2 separate regions of the Mus musculus genome follow, and region 1 is linked to region 2. The links are chromatin contacts, called in public promoter capture Hi-C maps. All regions are on one chromosome and are shown on one strand. The core of a region is the stretch at or near the end of the contact, and the rest is flanking DNA. Distances in the headings are between cores, read along the strand shown.

What was found. Capture Hi-C pulls out chosen DNA fragments and counts their contacts.
Region 1: a promoter capture Hi-C map of liver shows a contact between it and region 2. The contact joins two enhancer-like sites. A contact is called at or near these places in 5 of 39 promoter capture datasets (the C10 cell line, erythroid cells, liver and 2 more), 4 of 115 datasets of contacts at active chromatin or transcription factors (embryonic stem cells, microglia, regulatory T cells and 1 more) and 2 of 9 other capture datasets (adipose tissue and liver).

Annotation. Positions count from the first base shown.
Region 1 is chr11:50,412,840-50,417,577 of GRCm38.p6, forward strand. It overlaps Rufy1 (RUN and FYVE domain containing 1), which reads right to left. Exons shown (of 18, transcript NM_172557.3): 5 at 4,345-4,468; 6 at 3,401-3,462; 7 at 1,678-1,743. Among named protein-coding and RNA genes, the nearest start is that of Rufy1, 16 kb to the right of the region's middle. Within about 2 kb of position 2,997, at least 32 of the 459 cell types and tissues checked have an H3K27ac peak or open chromatin away from gene starts, as enhancers often do. A contact at or near this core is called in liver, where this site is marked.
Region 2 is chr11:50,137,351-50,142,072 of GRCm38.p6, forward strand. It overlaps Tbc1d9b (TBC1 domain family, member 9B), which reads left to right. Exons shown (of 22, transcript NM_001290760.1): 3 at 3,033-3,151. Among named protein-coding and RNA genes, the nearest start is that of Tbc1d9b, 8.4 kb to the left of the region's middle. Within about 2 kb of position 2,466, at least 38 of the 459 cell types and tissues checked have an H3K27ac peak or open chromatin away from gene starts, as enhancers often do. A contact at or near this core is called in liver, where this site is marked.

The DNA of each region.
Region 1 (4,738 bases), core at 1,747-4,246, 280 kb after region 2:
AGCTACCACATGGGTCCTCTGCAAGAGCAACAATTGCTCTCAACCACTTAGCCATTCCTTCAGCCACTTCTGTGATATTTTAAACTACTTTTATACCGAAAGAATATGAAAAATGTAAAGATTCTATAAATCTGATGACAGCAACAAGCCCTTTGATAAGAGCAAGAACTTAAGTTTCTGAACTAGATGTCAAGTCATCTTTGCTGATAGCATTTTAAATCACTTAAGCATCAACTCAGTCTCCCCACAACTGGAGAAGTAGATCACTTCACTGTTGTTTTTTTTTTCTTTTTTTCGAGAAAAGGTTTCTCTGTATAGCCCTGGCTGTCCTGAAACTCACTCTGTAGACCAGGCTGGCCTCGAACTCAGAAATCCACCTGCCTCTGCCTCCGGAGTGCTGGGATTAAAGGTGTGCACTACCATGCCCAGCTCACTTCACTATTAATGCTCTAGTCAAGCATACATACCAGGAACTCGAGCATATGCACGTACATCATCCCTCACTCAACCTTGTGTGTGTGTGTGTGTGTGTGTGTGTGTGTGTGTGTGTGTGTGTGTGTGTGTGAGAGATGCGGCTGAAATCTAGGGCTTCTCTGAATCACAACCCCAGACTTCCTCCCCCTCCCCCTAAATTTAAGACTTCATTTTAGGCCATGCTTGTGGCTCACACCTTTAACCCCAAGACTGGAGAAGCAAAGGCTGATGTGTCTTTGTGAGTTCCAGGCTCCGCACCAGCCAAGGACTACATAGTCAGACTCTGTTTTTTTTTTTTTTTTTTTTTTTTTAATTTATTATATGTAAGTACACTGTAGCTGTCTTCAGACACTCCAGAAGAGGGCATCAGATCTTGTTATGAATGGTTGTGAGCCACCACGTGGTTGCTGAGATTTGAACTCAGGACTTTTGGAAGAGCAGTCAGTGCTCTTAACCGCTGAGCCATCTCTTCAGCCCCAGACTCTGTTTAATGCACACACGCGCACACACACCTATTCACGTGTGTGTGTGTGTGTGTGTGTGTGTGTGTGTGCCCGCCCATGGAGGCCAGAGATGATAGCTCCCTGTGGAGCTGGAGCTGCAGGCAGTTGAGAGCTGCCTGAGGTGGGTACTGGGAACACAACTCTGGAAGCACAATATGCCTTCCTAACTGCTGAGCCGGGACTCTAGCTCAGTGGTTCTCAACCTGTGGGCCACGGCCTCTTTGGCAAACCTCTAGCTCCAAAAGCATTTACATCATGATTAATAACAGTAGCAAACTTACAGTTATCAAGTAGCAATGAAATAATTTTATGTCTGGGGGTCAGCACAGCATGAGGAACTGACAGTATGAAAGGGTCACAGCGTTAGGAAGGTTGAGACCACTGCTAGCCTCTTCCTTCATTTCTCATATTATTTCACTTGTTCCCTTTCCTAAGGCTGTGGAGTAGGGGCAGAGCTCCAGGCTCTGTGTATTTATATCTCCGTGCTGTACCACGGTACAAAACAAAGCCCAAGGTCTTCCCAAAGCCATTCATCAGGGAGGGGTCCTCTCTGAGGCTGGACACACAAATGTGGCTTGAATGGTTACAACTTGTCTCTCTGTTTAGACAAACCGTAATCCTAACAGTTAAAACTGTAGACCTCGGCAAAGGTCTGTGGCACCCAACAGAACAACTGGCACTGGCGAGGAGTGAGCCTTACCTTAGGTGCCGGTTAAGTTCCTCCACGTAATTTTTCTGATCAAGGACATCGGTAATTCTTTCATGCCTATGAGAAGAGCACAGAGAGAAGACCTTAGATCCATGTCAAACCGTCTATGTATGGCCTGTGTACAGCCATCCCGATCTTCAGAAACTGAGACCGGCAGAGCCACTGTGGAGTAAACAGCATGGCTTGCCTGACACAGCATCAAGGTTTGAGGACAGGTCCCTGACCACCTGTGCCTCAGTGGGGAGGACAGAAAGCCATTGGCATCTGTGCACAGTGAACACACCTGCCGCCACACACGTGGCTCTGGGTCTTACTGTACTGAAGGAAAGGGGACACGCTCTCAAGGAAACAAAGACTTTCAGAACACAGCAGGACAAGTTAGAGTGAAAAAGCCCTCAACATTTCACAGTAGAGCTCTCCCTCTGATCGGTTTCTTTTTTTTAAAAATTCCAATCATTTACAATTTTTGCGTATACGTGTTTTCCTGTTTGTCAGTATGCACAGCATATATGCAAATACCCTTGGAAGACAGAGTGTCATATTTTGTGGGACTGGAGTTACAAACAGCTGTGAGCCACCGGATGCGGGTTCTGTATAAGAGCAGCAACTTAATCACTGAGCCATCTCTCCAGCTCTTTCTTTCTGTAAGTCGTGTGTGTGTGTGTGTGTGTGTGTGTGTGTGTGTGTGTGTGTGTGTCTGTGTGTCTGTGTGTGCGAGAGCTGCACGGAGCCATCTCACCGACCTTCCTGTCACTCCTTAACACATACTTCTATATTTGTAGCTCACGTAAATGGGGCTGTGCCACATTGTTTCATGCCACAGGTGCTGGGCTGGAGTTTGTTTTATAGTTGCTATCCTTTTGTTTCTTTTACCTTTTGCTTTTTCTTTACTTGCTAGTGCTCCTTGAGGTAACCCATAGTCATGGCTTACTGGCTATCTTCTTTTGTGCCTCTAACCAGCACATCGAGCTAACATATACCACGCACTATATACTCAACTTGTTTTGGCTTATAAAAAAGAAATATATGTATTCCTTGTTATCATACTTTTCTCATTTCATCGTCCTTTGGGTGAATTTCTCTTGGTCTACTATACAAGTAGATCAGATTTAGTCCTGTATGTCTGCATAACACACAACCACTAGGGGTGTCCTACAGTTATCCCATTATTGGTAGAAAAAGCTCAGTATGTTTTGGACAGTCAATAAAAAAAAAAAAAAAAAAAAAAAAAAAAAAACCAAAAATAAACCTGGAGTCTGATGCAATGGTTCAGTGGGTAAAGTACTTGCCACGCAGGTCAGATGACCTGAGTATAATTCCCAGAGCCCACATAAAGGTGGCCACAGAGAACCAGCTCCACACAGTTGTCTTCTGACCTCCATATGTGTGCTGTGGAATATGCATCCACCCACATGCTACACCACACACACACACACACACACACACACACACACACACACACCCCACATGGCTTAGATGGAAGTGACCATAGCAGCTTCCTGTGGTGAGGGGAGTGGACTGCGATGGGCAAAGGAGATGGTATAAAAGGGGAACTTCCACACGCATGCTCAATTCTGAGAGCAACTCCTGAAACAGAGAGGATGCCACCAGACTCACCTCTGTAACTAAATTAACTAAACAAAGCTGAAGTTGCAAAGCAAACCCAAGCCCGTGTCACCAGCTGGTGAGGGGCTGCGAGCAGCTCACTACTCACTCTCTGCCGCTGTCAAGATCCTGTGCGTCCTTCAGACAGAGAGAGAAGTCAATCACCCCGACCTGATGGAGACAGAGGGCACAAGCTCACATCAAACGTGCTGTGCTCATCCCCACAAGCCCTGTAAGCCTTGAGATTCAGGATGGTCACCCCACAACTGTGTGTGCATCCAAAGGAGGATGGGGCATTTATAAAGAGCATCAAAGGTTTGGGTGTACTAAGTAATTTTAAAACAGAGGGGAGGGAGGGAGGGAGGGAGAGAGAGAGAGAACGAACACTAGAGAGACTTCTAGACTAAAGGACAGTCTTGTTTATGGGACACTTCTAAGTCCTTTGCACCCCTATCTTGTTTGTTTGTTAGTTTTGTCAACCTGACACAAGCTAGAATCATCTGAGAAGAGGGAACTGGGAAATGCTTCTGTAGGGAGCCTATGAGGCATTTTCTTGATTAATGATTGATATGGGAAGGCCCAGCCCTTGTAGGTGGTGCCACTGGGCACGTGGTCCTGGATGCTATAAGAAAGGCTGACATGAACCGAACAATGACCAGCATGGCACCACAGACTAAGGGTCCAGGAGTGGCACAGATCCCTTGGCAGTAAGTAACAGCTCTCTCACTGAATTGAAGACACACTCAACAAGAGGGAAACCATGTCTGGTGCTGGAAACTTAGCCATCTGCCCAGAGCTAGTGAAGACATGGATCTTGGAGAGGAACCTACAACCACCACTTTACTAAACCAGCATACTCTCAAACTACATTCTAAATACCTATCCAAATACTAACAGATAAGTGTAGTCCTCACCCCCATCAAGAACTTCTCCTTGCAACAGATGGAGATCATTACAGGAAATTACATCCAATCAAAATGGAGAGCTGTCTGCAGATTTCAAGCCAACAACCGCTGGCCGGGTTCATCCCACTAGGGCCTAAATCCACGTTACCTGAGAATCCAAGTCTTCTCCCTTTAAGCAGAGGTTGGCATCCAGAACGTTGAGTCCCACCAGCAGACCCACGATCACCATTCCTTCCTCCTCCATCATTAAGGCCTCGGGCTCATAGAACTCACTGCAAGAGACTGGCATGTCAGGGAGCTACTCACAAACACCCTCACTCACCTCACCCCAGCTCTCCTGCCTTTGCATCGCTAGGATCCTTCCACTGGCACCTACCCTGGAGCAGGGACCCTCAGGGACCCTCCTTTCTCCTAACATGTCAAATGCCTCTTCTTGGCCTACATGTCTCCCCAGAGATCCATGTGACCAGCCTGCTTCCCAGCTTGGTTGCAGTTAGGAGAGGGACCAGCTGAGAGGTCACCAGAGGTGTGTTCTGAAGGTG
Region 2 (4,722 bases), core at 1,216-3,715:
AGTTCAAGGACAGCCTGGTCTACAGAGTTTCAGGACAGCCAAGGCTTCACAGAAACCCTCAAAAAAACAATACATACATACATACATACATACATACATACATACATACATACATACATAAAATCATATAAATGACTAGAAGTGTAGTTATGTGGTCCAGCGCTTGCCTAGCATGTGTGAGACACTGGGAGGTTCAGCACAGAAGGAAATACGTAGCCCTTGCAGTTGGACCCCAGCTTCAGGGTGGAGGTTAGCTGGTCAAGGGATTAAAAGCACAGGCAGGTGGTAACCTGGACATAGACTCTCCACCCTAAGTGTTATATCCCTTCTTCCTTGGCACCCTTAACAGTAACGACTGTGTCTTTGTCAGCAAGTAAACTTTGAGAGGTCACTGTGCCTGAGGCCAAGTGGAGAAACCCAGCAGGACCCGAGAGCTCCTGGTTCTCAGACCCACGGGGGTCACCAGGAGACTACAGGATTAGTTTAGGAGAAAGGGGTTCTTTGAAGGTGTGATCCATCCCAGTAGGATCTGGGAACTTTATGAGCCTTGGTCACACACAGGGAGGCAAGGTACTTTAAACAAAATTAATTCAGTGTGTGTGCTCACATGTGTGTGTGTGCACGTGTGCTGTGTACACCAGACTGACTGTCCCAGGAGTTTTTAGGTGATTTTTCCCTTCTCTGCCTCTCTCCTCTCTGAAGGAGTCCTAGGATGACAGATACAGGCCATCAAACATAGCTCTTTACAGGGCTCCAGGGGATCAAACTTAGGTCATCCAGCCTGCTCACCCACTGAGCCATCTTCCCACCCAGCATGTTACTTAAGATGGGCCTTGAAGAGGATCTTCTCTGCCTCAGTGTCCTCTCTCAGGGAGGGTCAGGGAGTGGAGGGGGTGACAGGTGGCAGCCCCTTCAGTGGCCATGGTTCCTTGTGTTTCTTCTTTACCTGTCCTCTTGCACCAGATGCCATCCCTGCCCCAGCCTCGCCTGTGCCTACCTCCCCAACAGTCTGGGCACTGGCTCAGAAGCAGCTTGCCGACACCAAATGTCCTGCTGGAGTGTGCCGGGTAAATCAGTCTCGCACCTTGGTATTCAGGATGTCCGGGATCTGCCCACCTCCATCCCCAGACTCCTCCCTAGCTGTGTCCCGGTAGTCACACAAGGAGCACACCTGCAGTGTTTGTGATTTCCCACACCCCTCTGCTGCTTTCTGTGCAGAGTGTCCCTTCTCTGTTGATACTCACCAGATGTCACCTCCCCGGATTCCTCAGACCCACACATCCACTTCCCACTCTCCTCCTCCCCTGGGCGTGGCCTGGCTGCCCTATCAGGTAGAGGGAGGATGAGAGCTGGGTGCACCAGGCAGCTGGGCCGGCATTCTCACTTTGTCACTTCCTTGCTAGGTGGCTTTGGATAACTGACTGAACTTCTCTGTGCCCCGGTGTTATACTGTAAGGTATCTGAGGTGTCCTGGATGAAGTGAGCTCTGTGGACAATTCTGAGAACAGGAGTGACACTCAGTAATCTAAGCAGTTACTGCATCTTTTTCATCCCCAGTACCTGACAGAGATGGTATAGTTTGTGTCCTTAATATTAAACAAGTGACTGACTTTTAACTAAGAGATGTACACGTAAACATCAATAATCAAAACAGAAACAGGTGCAGACAGACAGAATGACAATTTGATCCATCTACAGTTGCTGGGAATGTGCATATAAAAGAGAATGGCCCTGGGGGCTAGAGAGGTGGCTCGGTAGTTAGAGCACTTGCCACCTTGCAGAGGACCCAGGTTCCCCGAACCTATGGTGGCTCATGACCAGCCCCGGGAGATCTAACCTCCTCTTCTGACTCCTGAGGGCACACAAGTGGTGCACATGCATGAAGATAAAACATTTATGTGCATAAATCTAATTTAAAAAAAAAATGAAATGATCCTGAGAGCTGCATTATATGTCAGCTTAACTTCTGAATGTGATGGTGGGTTCTTGGCCAGAAATAAATCCCTCTCTACCAACCGTAACCCTGTGCAGCAGGAGGAGGCAGCCATAAGACAAAAGCACAAAGAAAAGCCAGGAAGGGGAACTGGGTGGCTGAAGGGGCTTACAGAGAGATTGAGCCTGCGTGACTCACTGAGGTATCTAGTGCTTCAGGCTTGACTCCTGTCTTCTTGTGGCTGTCCTTCCCCAGGAGAGGCTCCGTGCTGTGAAGTTGCTTGTCTGATGAACTGCTTGAGTAAGAAGCAAACAAAGCATCCCTAGTGAGGGCAAGCCAGGCTACAGCACGGCCACGAGCAGAGCCATGGGTGGGAGGAGGTGGTGGCGACCACTAGGCCTAGTCAGGAAGGAGTCAAGGCCACCAGCACAGCTGGTACAAGAGTGTTCCAATTAGAGAAGGGTGTCTCCCTCAGTGGTGAAGAATTTTCCCAGAACACCCTACGCTCTGACCTTTGGTTCATAGGTCATAGTATATGGGCCTGGCCGTGACACGTGGCTGCTTTTCCTGCCAGGACCCATGAACTGCTCCACACCAGCACAGTTAAGACCACAGGTTGCTCCCTCCTCCCATCCTTTTTAGGCATCCATTCCGAAAGGTTTCCAGTCTAGGTTTCTTATTTCACCTCCCAGGGCTGCTCATTTAGACCCTTGATGGAAGCAGACAGCCCCACCCGGCCTGTGGGAAGAGCACTGTGCTTCCGTTTCCACTCTCCGTGCACTGCTCAGACAGATGCTGGGGAGTGGGGGAGGCCAGCTGAAGACAGTAGCTGTTTGCCTGCCCTGCAGGGACTCTGTCAACAACGGGACAAAGAAATCTGATAAATTTACCTGTTTACAGCCGCCTTGTAGATTGTCTCTAGAAGAACAGGAGTACTCTTGGTAGGGGAGGGAGGACTCTCACTGTAATAGAAAGTGTAAACAGGAGAGGCTCATCCTTGCCTTGGGAGGAGGGGGTCACTTGAATAGAGAGAGAGCACTGGGGACCCAGCCCTCTGCTTGAGTCTGAGCTCTGATTTCATCCACTCTCACTGAACTAGGTTCTTCCCGAAAAGAGATCACCAAACACTGGGAATGGCTGGAAAACAACTTGCTTCAGACACTGTCCATCTTCGACAACGAGGAGGACATCACTACCTTCGTCAAGGGCAAGATACACGTAAGGCCCATGTCCCACCGACAACCAACCCAGCTCCCTTTGTGAAGTGCTAGCGGCCACACACAGTTGTTGCTCCATATCTGTGGGATACAATGAATTCCATGGATTCAACCAACTGTGTGTCGAAAATATTTGGGGAAAAGGATTGTAGATTTACTGAACACTGTCAGTCTTTCCTAGGCAATACAGAAGAGCAGAGCATCCCTGCTGTGGTGCGTGTTGTAAGATGAGCTGAAACATGCAGGAGGGGGGACAGGCAAACTATCAACATACATAGATTTATATATCTCTGGGGGGTCCTAGAACCAGTGCCCTGAAGACTCCAAGAAATGGCTGTTTTGTCTATCCTGTCACATCTTTAAACAACTTGGTGTAGGTTTTGTTCCCATTTCACAGGATGAAAACTGAAGTCTTCTCTCATTTCTGATAGATAAAAGGGCCATGGACACGATTGTCCCTTGCTCTAGTTGGGATCTTGAATATCCCCCAAAGGCCCATGGTTGGTTCTCAGTCTGTGGTCTTATTGGAAGATGCTGGACCCTTTAGGGGGTGGGAACTCATGGAGGGCAATGAGGTGGATGGAGAGGTGCCCTCGAATGGGGATATTGGGACCCTGGTCCCTTCTACATTCTTTGCATTTTGGCCACAAGGTGGACAGGCCTCTTAGGCCACACACTTTCCACCATGGTATGCTGTGCCATCACAGGTGCAAAGCAACGAGATTCTGCAGCCATGGACTGAAAACTTTGGATCCATCAGACCAAATAAAAATAAGCCTGCTTTCCTTTTTCACTGAGTTGTCAGGCTAACAGAAAGCTGACCCACATACCTACAGAGCCCTTGCCTTAGCTGGCCTCTGGGGTCTGAAGGTTAGTCTAGAGTGTGTAGTTCTTCTGAAATGCCTTATACATATACAGATATGTAATTATGTTTGCCAGAGCCCAACAGGGAAAGACATTTAGAAATCTCTTTTTTTCTTGGTGGTTTGTTTGTTTGTTTGAAACAAGGCCTCTCTGTGTAGTCCTGGTTGGTGTGAAAGTCCCTATTTAGACCATGTAGACCAGGCTGACCTTGAACTCACAGAGCTCTGCCTGCCCCTGACCCCTGCAAGTACTAGGATTAAAGGCATGTACCACCATGCCCAACTCCTAGGTTTTTTGAGATACAAGTTTAGATAGTTCATGTTCATCCTGAACTTACTATGTAGTCAAGGGTAACCTTGAACTCGCCCCAAGTGCTGGAAACAAGACCTGCACCACTATACCCAGACCAAATAAAAAAAAATATCTTACAAGTTAAAAGATACATACCAAGCCGGGTGTGGTGGCTCACACCTTTAATCCCAGCACTCAGGAGGCAGAGGCAGGCAGATTTCTGAGTTCGAGGCCAGCCTGGTCTACAAAGTGAGTTCCAGGACAGCCAGGGCTATACAGAGAAACCCTGTCTGGAAAAAGAAACAAACAAACAAACAAAAAGATCCATACGTTTTTATGCTGATATTCTTGGGGTGTGCTCTGTGGCGTGTTGACAGATGCAGAGTGACTGACCCGTGTTGCTCCTATGCTTCCTGG